Regions from separate parts of the Mus musculus genome. Here all the other regions are linked to region 3. A link is a contact called in public HiChIP or PLAC-seq and promoter capture Hi-C data. All regions are on one chromosome and are shown on one strand. The core of a region is the stretch at or near the end of the contact, and the rest is flanking DNA. Distances in the headings are between cores, read along the strand shown.

The links. HiChIP or PLAC-seq counts read pairs in DNA pulled down with a chosen protein or histone mark. Capture Hi-C pulls out chosen DNA fragments and counts their contacts.
Region 1: a FOXA1 HiChIP or PLAC-seq map of pancreatic cancer cells shows a contact between it and region 3. The contact joins the promoter of Avil here to the promoter of Pip4k2c in region 3. A contact is called at or near these places in 2 of 39 promoter capture datasets (pre-B cells and second pharyngeal arch cranial neural crest), 1 of 115 datasets of contacts at active chromatin or transcription factors (pancreatic cancer cells) and 2 of 9 other capture datasets (adipose tissue and pancreatic islet).
Region 2: a promoter capture Hi-C map of pancreatic islet shows a contact between it and region 3. The contact joins the promoter of Cyp27b1 here to the promoter of Pip4k2c in region 3. A contact is called at or near these places in 17 of 39 promoter capture datasets (the 3T3-L1 cell line, 3T3-L1-derived adipocytes, the HPC-7 cell line and 11 more), 3 of 484 Hi-C or Micro-C datasets (the G1E-ER4 cell line, embryonic stem cells and natural killer cells), 7 of 115 datasets of contacts at active chromatin or transcription factors (CD8 T cells, bone marrow-derived macrophages, embryonic stem cells and 2 more) and 3 of 9 other capture datasets (adipose tissue, liver and pancreatic islet).

The regions. Positions count from the first base shown.
Region 1 is chr10:126,999,387-127,002,086 of GRCm38.p6, reverse strand. Avil (advillin) reads right to left here and starts at 1,378. Exons shown (of 20, transcript NM_009635.3): 1 at 1,256-1,378. It overlaps Ctdsp2 (CTD (carboxy-terminal domain, RNA polymerase II, polypeptide A) small phosphatase 2), which reads right to left. Exons shown (of 8, transcript NM_001113470.1): 8 at 2,112-2,700.
Region 2 is chr10:127,046,968-127,049,667 of GRCm38.p6, reverse strand. Cyp27b1 (cytochrome P450, family 27, subfamily b, polypeptide 1) reads right to left here and starts at 1,422. Exons shown (of 9, transcript NM_010009.2): 1 at 1,193-1,422; 2 at 413-603. The coding sequence starts at 1,387.
Region 3 is chr10:127,210,234-127,212,933 of GRCm38.p6, reverse strand. Pip4k2c (phosphatidylinositol-5-phosphate 4-kinase, type II, gamma) reads left to right here and starts at 1,312. Exons shown (of 10, transcript NM_054097.3): 1 at 1,312-1,596. The coding sequence starts at 1,423.

The sequences.
Region 1 (2,700 bases), core at 129-2,628, 210 kb after region 3:
CCCATAGAGCTGAATAAGGCCAGGGAGGGAAGTGGTAAGATGACCACGGGGATCTTACGCTGGTCACAGTAGTCAGCACTTGGCTGGGGTTAACACACGAGGTGACCCAGTAGGTCTGCGAACATGTCTCATCTCAAGTCCTACCCTCGGGGAGACTGAGCTCTCACGGTATGCCAAGTGATCGCTAGGTTGGCTTCTCCTAAGACTCAAAGATGGGATGGTTGGACTTACGAGAGATTAAAAGACAAAATCGTCCCGGGGGATTGGAGGGGGAGGGAGATTGTGTGGATGTTTGATAGTTGGTGATATTCAGGGCTTGTTAACTATGTTAAGTCTGGGGATGGGGCATTGTTCAAATAGTAGGCGTCTGTCATCCCCAGCAAGGCCCCACCCCTAAAAGAAAAAAAAGGGTCTGACTCCACCGACCATTCTTTTCTTGAGCCCTAATGGATCTAACCAGGTTTGGAGAGGATGCACCATTACCACCAAAGAGCCAGGCCCCTTTGTGTGATGCCGCAGTAGACTGAAGCAGAGCCGTGGTGCGGAACTGCCAATGTTTGAGTATTTAATTTGATAACTTGTGCTGCCCCACCCTGCACAGCTCAGAACCACCAGGAAATAGTCAGCTTTCCTTCAGGCCGAGTTCTCTCACTTTTAAGTCTAATGCGTGACCCACCCAGGAAAGGGAACCAGAGCTGACACAGTCCTGGTTATCGGTAAAGCCTAACCAGCAACCTTAGCACGGTGAATCCGAGCCCCCAGTGCAGTCCCATGTCCCCCATGGAACTTCAGAATCCAGGAGCTGATTAGAGACCCAAGATTCAGGAAATGCCACACCCAGAAAGCCCAGTTCCATCTATCCACATCAAAGTCCCCCAAAGCTGGGTCTGTTTGTCTTCCCAAGCCGTAACCACCAGCACTTTGGGGTACGGAGAGCTACAAAGATCACAGGCACGGGGTATGGTCTGGGGATTCCAGGTAGCTTGTAACCTACTGGGGTTTAAACTTCTCTTGCCCCACAGTGGAACAGATGAGAGGGGTCTTGTTACCCCAAATCCCTGAGCCTCAAGAACGTGCCCAACCTAGCCAGTGGGATCTACAGGTTCTCTCAGTGTGAAGTTTGCAAAGCTCCATCTTTCCAAAGCTGCATCCCCAAAGACAAAAGCCAGGGAAGGTATGACTCTTGTCCCTTCTTCACCTTTGGCCTCATCCACACTCAGCATTTGGCTGACAAGGACACACAGAGTAGACCTACCTGACCCTCTGTCCTCCGAAGTCCGGCAAAGCAGCAGGTGAAGTACTGATGAGGTCTCCCAAAGCAGCCCGTCCTGAAGCCTGTTTCAGCAATGGCCGCACAGCATAGACACAGGGTTATATTTGCTTGTGTTTGCATCATAACCACATTCTCCTAGCTCTGGCCAATCACAGCCAACCTAGCCCTGGGCTTGACTTATTCAAACCAGAGAGGAAAGCTTTATCTGCTCCTATGCAAAACAGCGAAAACAAGAAGAGCAGACTTCTAAAGGCTTCTTTTAACTCCAGCTCCACACCCTGGTCTATTGATTTTTTTAAAAGTGCACTGTCCATCAATAATTCAGTGAGGGAGGATATGAATTTGCCATATTGTAGATATGAACGTATTATGCTGATGACAGGAGACTGGCTAGAGCTCCCCTACTGTGTGCCTGGACGTTCAGGGCTGAGAGATGATTCTGGGCAATTCTGTGGTGTCAGGAAAGCTTTTGTTGCTTGGAGTCTGTACAAGTCATCCTACTATGTGCCTGGAAACCATGCTGGGCTCTGAATCTCAAGGCCTGTTTGGCAGCATCAAGAGCACATGCAGGAGCCTCCAATTCCCCCAGGGCTTCAGTCTCTACCCCAGTCAATAGCACAGCAAGCAAACGCTTGCCAAGTACCTGGGGAGAGGGAGTTGGTTCCAACCCAGGCCCGAGAGGGGCTAATGCACTCCAACCTCTGTAACCTTGATCAGAATCCCAGCGTTTGCTCTGCCAGGTGCTATCATTTCACGATCAACGAGGTCATGCAGGAAGAACAGTGTCCACCGAGTGTCAGGTCAGTGGAAGGGAAGGAAAGCAAAAGCAGCTCCCAGTCCTGCACAGGTTTTTAAACCAGCCTTTATTAACAATTGTAATACAAATATTCCAAAAATATAAACAGACTCTTAATGGCATCCTACAGTTCAAGTTTTTGAATACAACAAATGTATCAAATCATGAAGCAAGGTGGCCAAGGATCCCATAGCCTGGTCACAGTGGGAAGCAGACCTCTCCCCTCCAAATGGCATCACGGGAATAGCCAGATCCGGGGTAAGGACAGGCATGGAGAATCACCAGCTTATGGTGCAGGGCAGTTCTGGGAGCTAACCCCGAACTAAAGGATGGGGCAGCTGGCCTGACCTGTGACCTCTTCTCCCCTGAACATGGACTTATCTGTTTTCTAGAAAGAGGGACTGGGGATGTAGCTTAGTTGGGAGTGTGTGCCTGACATGCACGAAGCCCTGGGTTGTCCCCAGCACCTCACAAGCCAGCAAGGTGATCACACCTGTAACCCCAGCACTCAGGGGGTGGAGGCAGGAGACCAGCGATCACCTGTAACCCCAGCACTCAGGAGGTGGAGGCAGGAGACCAGCGATCACCTGTAACCCCAGCACTCAGGAGGTGGAGGCAGGAGACCAGCTAT
Region 2 (2,700 bases), core at 173-2,672, 160 kb after region 3:
AGAGAGGGACTTTAGGGACGTGAGCGTGTGTGGAGAAGGCTAGGGTGACCAGGAGTATTATGTCTGCTCTCTCCGGGTGTAGAAATCACCCTGACCTCACCAATCTCTCATCTCCGTTCCTCTTTACTCACTTCCTGCTCAGGGATGGGAGTGGGTTCCATGGTAAACTGAATCACAGATGCTCACGTTCCAGCCAAATGCTGGTGCCCTCGCCTATCTCGTGGAATCGTAGGATTTTGGCCCCAAACATGCAGGGAGGGGTGAGGAATCGGCTCTACCTGCGTTCGGACTGGAGTACAGACTGGAGAACCGGGGAAATGCCAGAAGATTGGTGGAAACTTCCGACCTCCCTCCAAGCCCAACTTGGCTGTGGGAGTCGGGGCAGGAATAAGGTGCTCAGGGGTCGACTCACGCCGTTAGCAATCCGCAAGCACGCTGGTGGCGGCGACGGTGCTCTGCCCATGATGAGAAACTACAGCGCTCTGGACAGTGACTTTCTTGTCGCAGGAGCTGCTCCACAAGTGTAGGGTCGGCAACGTAAACTGTGCGAAGTGTCCCAAAGCTGCCAGACCATATTGGCCCGTACCGCGCAGCGCCATGCACCTGAGAGAATCGGCGCATTTGAATACCTGGGCGGGTGAATTTCGTTTGGCTTGTGCCAGGGCCAAGGGTGTTGGCTAGGCTTGGGAAAAGGGAGCTTTTTCAGTGCCGGGCTAGCGTAGGGCCCCCAAATGGCAAACTTTTTCTCCCATCCCATGAAAGTTTGAGAGAGAATGGCAAAACAGTAGACATTTAGCACTTCTTTTTAGTTATCTGGCTCTAGCCTAGGGGGAGCAGTTCCTTCAGGGCTCTTCTCCTAACTGTACCTCAAGAGGAGCCTCTAGTGAAAGAAGAGGAGCGCGTAGCTTTAAGCTTCATCTGCAGGATAGCACAGCGCTCTCCCTCCTTCAGCACGCTTGTCCTGGATCTGCAGGGTTTACTGTGTATGAAGCGACAGTACATCCCTTTGCCGGGAGTTAGGTATTGACTCCGGGGCAGTGGAACCTTCTATGGTCCCAGCGTGAGTTCTTCATAATCCACAGGTCCCCACCCTCACTGACCCTCCTTCCTGTGTTCTTCACCGTGGTCCTTTCTGCCATTAAAGCCGGCTCTCCCTGCTCAGTCCTACCAAGGGCAAGGACTGCCCCCTTACCTGCAGTTCATGCAGCCTGGACAGCCCCCCTTTGCAGAAGAGTTCAGCCAGGAAGCTGAGTGTAGAGGGCCCAGGGATGTCAGACAAGCTCCGGAGAACCGACTCACTGCCTCTGGAGCCCAGCGAGGCATCCAGCTGCAGAGGCAGGTGGATTCGGTGAAAAACTCTGGAGGCGAGCTTGACTGCCTGGGTCATGTCTGTGTTTGGGGAGTCTGCTCGAGAGCACTTTTCCAGAGCATCTTCTGCACTTGCCTGGACCCATATATACCCTTGGTCCTGGAGGTGAAGACGCCCCTCTCCAAGCTCTTCAGCCAATCCCTTTGCAAGTGGTCTGTGTAGCTCAGCACCCACAACAGTAGGCAGGGCTAGGGCTGACTCTGGCTTTTGGGTCTCCTGTGACAACAGCTCCACACCAGATGTCTTGTGCTCCTCTTGTATTAATGCCCTGGTCCAGCAGCAGCCTAAAGGTCTTCCTGGGAAAGGCTGTGCCTCTGGAGTTCAGGAGCCAGAGCCTGATGGATTTCCCATTTTCCTGGGGAGCCGAGTCCCTCAGGCCCGTCCCTGGAAATTGTCACTCCCTGAATGGAAACTAGGTGGAAGGTGCAGCCTCAGTTGTTCCCATATTCTTGGGTTGTCTTTTTTGCTGTGGAGATTCACCTGCGCTGGCCACGCCTCTCACCTCCTGTGCATGTAACACCATGGAAAGATGGCACATGGCCACCTTTACCTTTTATCTATTTGTATTTTAGAGTCACTGTGGGGTTTTTTTGTTTGTTTGTTTTGTTTTTTGGTTTTCCCAGACAGGGTTTCTCTGTGTAACCCTGGCTGTTCTGGAACTCACTCTGTAGACCAGGCTGGCCATGAACTCAGAAATCAGCCTGCCTCTGCCTCCCAAGTGCTGGGATTAAAGGCGTGCACCACCACGCCCGGCGTTAGATTCACTGTTTATATGCACAATTTGCCTTTTTTTTTTTTTTAAAGATTTATTATAAGTACACTGTAGCTGTTCTCAGACACACCAGAAGAGGGCGTCAGATCTCATTACAGATAGTTGTGAGCCACCATGTGGTTGCTGGGATTTGAGCTGAGGACCTTCAGAAGAGCAGTCAGTGCTCTTGACTGCTGAGCCATGATTTGCCTTTATCCATGTGTACTTGTGTGCTCTGGTGCCTGTGAAGTCAGAAGAGGGAGTTGATAGCCTGCATCGGGAATTGTGGTGGGTGTGAGCCTGGGAACGGAACCCAGGTTCTCTACCAGAACTCTTTTTAACTGTTGAGCCATAGGCTGTCCCTTTCCTTTTAAAGACTTTAAACTATATGTTCACATATTGGTGTGTGTGTGTGTGTGTGTGTGTGTGTGTGCACTCACATGAGTGCAGCTGCCCAGAATCCAAGACACTGAATCTCCTGGAAGTGGATTTACAAGAAGTGAGTCACCCACCTTGGGTGCTAGGAACTGAATTGGGGTTTTCTGGAAGACTGAGTACTCTCATCCACCGAGGCATCTCT
Region 3 (2,700 bases), core at 63-2,562:
GGTCTGGAACTTAGAGATCTGCTTCCCTCTGCCTCCTAGAGTGCTGGACTAAAGGCATGCACCACCACTGCCCGGCATGTCCTTATCTCTTAATACTGCAGCCTTCTCCTTGGCTAGTCTGCGTCTTTAGACTTTTAATTCCTCTAGGGTAGAATTTTTCCTTTGCTTCAACCAGAGGAGAATCAGCCCCAAAATGGTAGTGGCTTCCAATTATGTTCTCAGTAAATACCTGTTGACTAGATGAATTAATGAACGAATTAAAAAAAAAAATCAACTTGGGGCCATGACCTAAAATTTCATATTTCCAGAAGATGAAGACATGACTTAGCCGGGCAGTGGTGGCACATGCCTTTAATCCCAGCACTTGACAGGCAAAGGCAGGCAGATTTCTGAGTTCGAGGCCAGCCTGGTCTACAAAGTGAGTTCCAGGACAGCCAGGGCTATACAGAGAAACCCTGTCTCAAAACAAAACAAACAAACAAACAAACAAACACCCAAAAAACAAAGAGAGAGAGAGAGAGAGAGAGAGAGAGAGAGAGAAGAAGAAGAAGAAGAAGAAGGAGGAGGAGGAGGAGGAGGAGGAGGAGGAGGAGGAGGAGGAGGAGGAGGAGGAAGGGAGGGAGGGAGGGCTCAGTGGTTAAGAGCGCCGACTGCTCTTCCAAAGGTCCTGAGTTCAAATCCCAGCAACCGCATGGTGGCTCACAACCATCTGTAACGAAATCTGATGCCCTCTTCTGGAGTGTCTGAAGACAGCTACAGTGTACTTACATATAGTAAATAAATAAATAAATCTTTAAAAAAAAAAAAAAAAGAGCATTAGCTCTTCCAGAGGACCATACTTGACACCCAGCTCCCACAACTTCAGTTCGGAGGATCCGACGCCCTCCTCTGGCCTCCGGGGCACTGAACTTACATCGTGCCAGCCAAACACCTATATACATAGAACAATTAAATGTATATATTTAAATTTGTCATGTCTGCAACCCCAACTTCATGGAGTCTGCAACCCCAACTTCATGGAGGACCAATCCTCACTTCCGTAATACCCAAACTTTATACCGAGAATGAGGCAGGGGATAGCAAGTTTGAAGCCAGCCTGGACTAAGCAAGGAGACCGGTCTCAAACAGAACGTTCGCCTACGGACAGAGCTCATCCACTAGAAACTGGACAGAACCGGAAGCGACAGAAGCGCCGCCCTGCACAGCGCCAACCCCGCATCCTTGTGAGTGCAACCCGAGCCAGGTGACCGCCCGGCAGCCGAGGGGGTGGAGCCATCCCCGCCGGCCCCGCCCCGCCCCGCTCGCGCGCCTGAGGGCGGGCCTCCGGTCACATGACGGCTGCGCAGGTGAGCACCGCTTCCGGGTCGGGCTTCGGAGTCGCGGCTAGCTCCCGCTTCCACTCGCTCGGGTGCGCGGGAGACTATGGCGTCCTCCTCCGTCCCTCCCGCCACCGCACCCGCGGCAGCTGGAGGCCCCGGCCCGGGATTCGGCTTCGCCTCCAAAACCAAGAAGAAGCATTTCGTACAGCAGAAAGTGAAGGTGTTCCGGGCCGCGGACCCGCTGGTGGGCGTGTTCCTGTGGGGCGTCGCTCACTCGGTAAGAACCGGCGGGACCCCGGCTCCTGCCCCTTGGCCCGAGGATCATCCGGGTCCTCGCGCTGCCGCCTCTCCCCCGCCCGGCCTGGTTCCCAGCGCACCATTCCCCGGTGTCCCCCGGGGTGGCTTCTGGTGGAGACTCTTGTCTGTCCCCTTCCCCTTTACTCCTCCCCTAGAGTTCCATCTTCACCTGATATCCAGCTCTGTTCCTTGACTCCTTCCTGTCAGGTCCAGCCCCAGGCTACAGGGACTGGCCAGGATCCGGCTGCAGCCAGAGGGACATTAAGGGGAGTGGCTCTGAAGGGTTATTGGTGAGGTCTGGGTGCGACAGTGCGTGAAGCGTGTCTGGGTACTACTGCCTGGCCAGAGAAGTAGTTTGATTTCCTCTCCACCTTGCTTTTGAGCCCCAGCCCTTGACTTTCGAACCTTGGCTTTTTCTGGGAATGCCTCTAGGCTTTTTGGACCTTCTAACCCTGCATGCCCTTTCCAGAGATTCAGCGTTTCAGAGAAGTTACCCCACTCTACCCTAGGGATGCCCTCTCTGAGGTCGAAATGCTAATATATGTCTTTGGGCTTAGCTGTGTCCCCATTGTTGGCTGGAGTGATGGTGTTTGCTATAAATGGAGTCACCTGTAACCAGGGAAAGGTTGAGGAGCCGTGGTGGCAAGGACGTTATTGGTGGACTTTAGGTGCCAGAAGGGGCTCGGAACAGTGCAACTGAGACCGATGGGCCCAGTGCACCTCCTGTCCTGAGGATATCGTGGAGGAACCAAGGCTAGTGAGGCATGGCTGGTTTTCTCCTTACTTAGGTCGGGAGTAGGAAGCATGCAGTTATCTTGAGCTTGACAGGGACTATTTTGATTACCACTTCTTTGGGTTGTAGACATGATGTGTTGTGGAGGTGTGAGGGGGCGAGGAAGAGGCCACATTGTTATGTTCTGATTGGAACATCGCTGGCGGTCAGTTAGCTCCCTTCTGCCTTGGCTGCTCTCAGGGGTATTATCTTTAGCGAGGATTCCATTTAAGGCATTTGCTGTGGGTAAGACTAGTGGAGATAAGGCTGCCCTAGTACCTTCCAGGTGACTTACCCATCCCCGTGGAACAT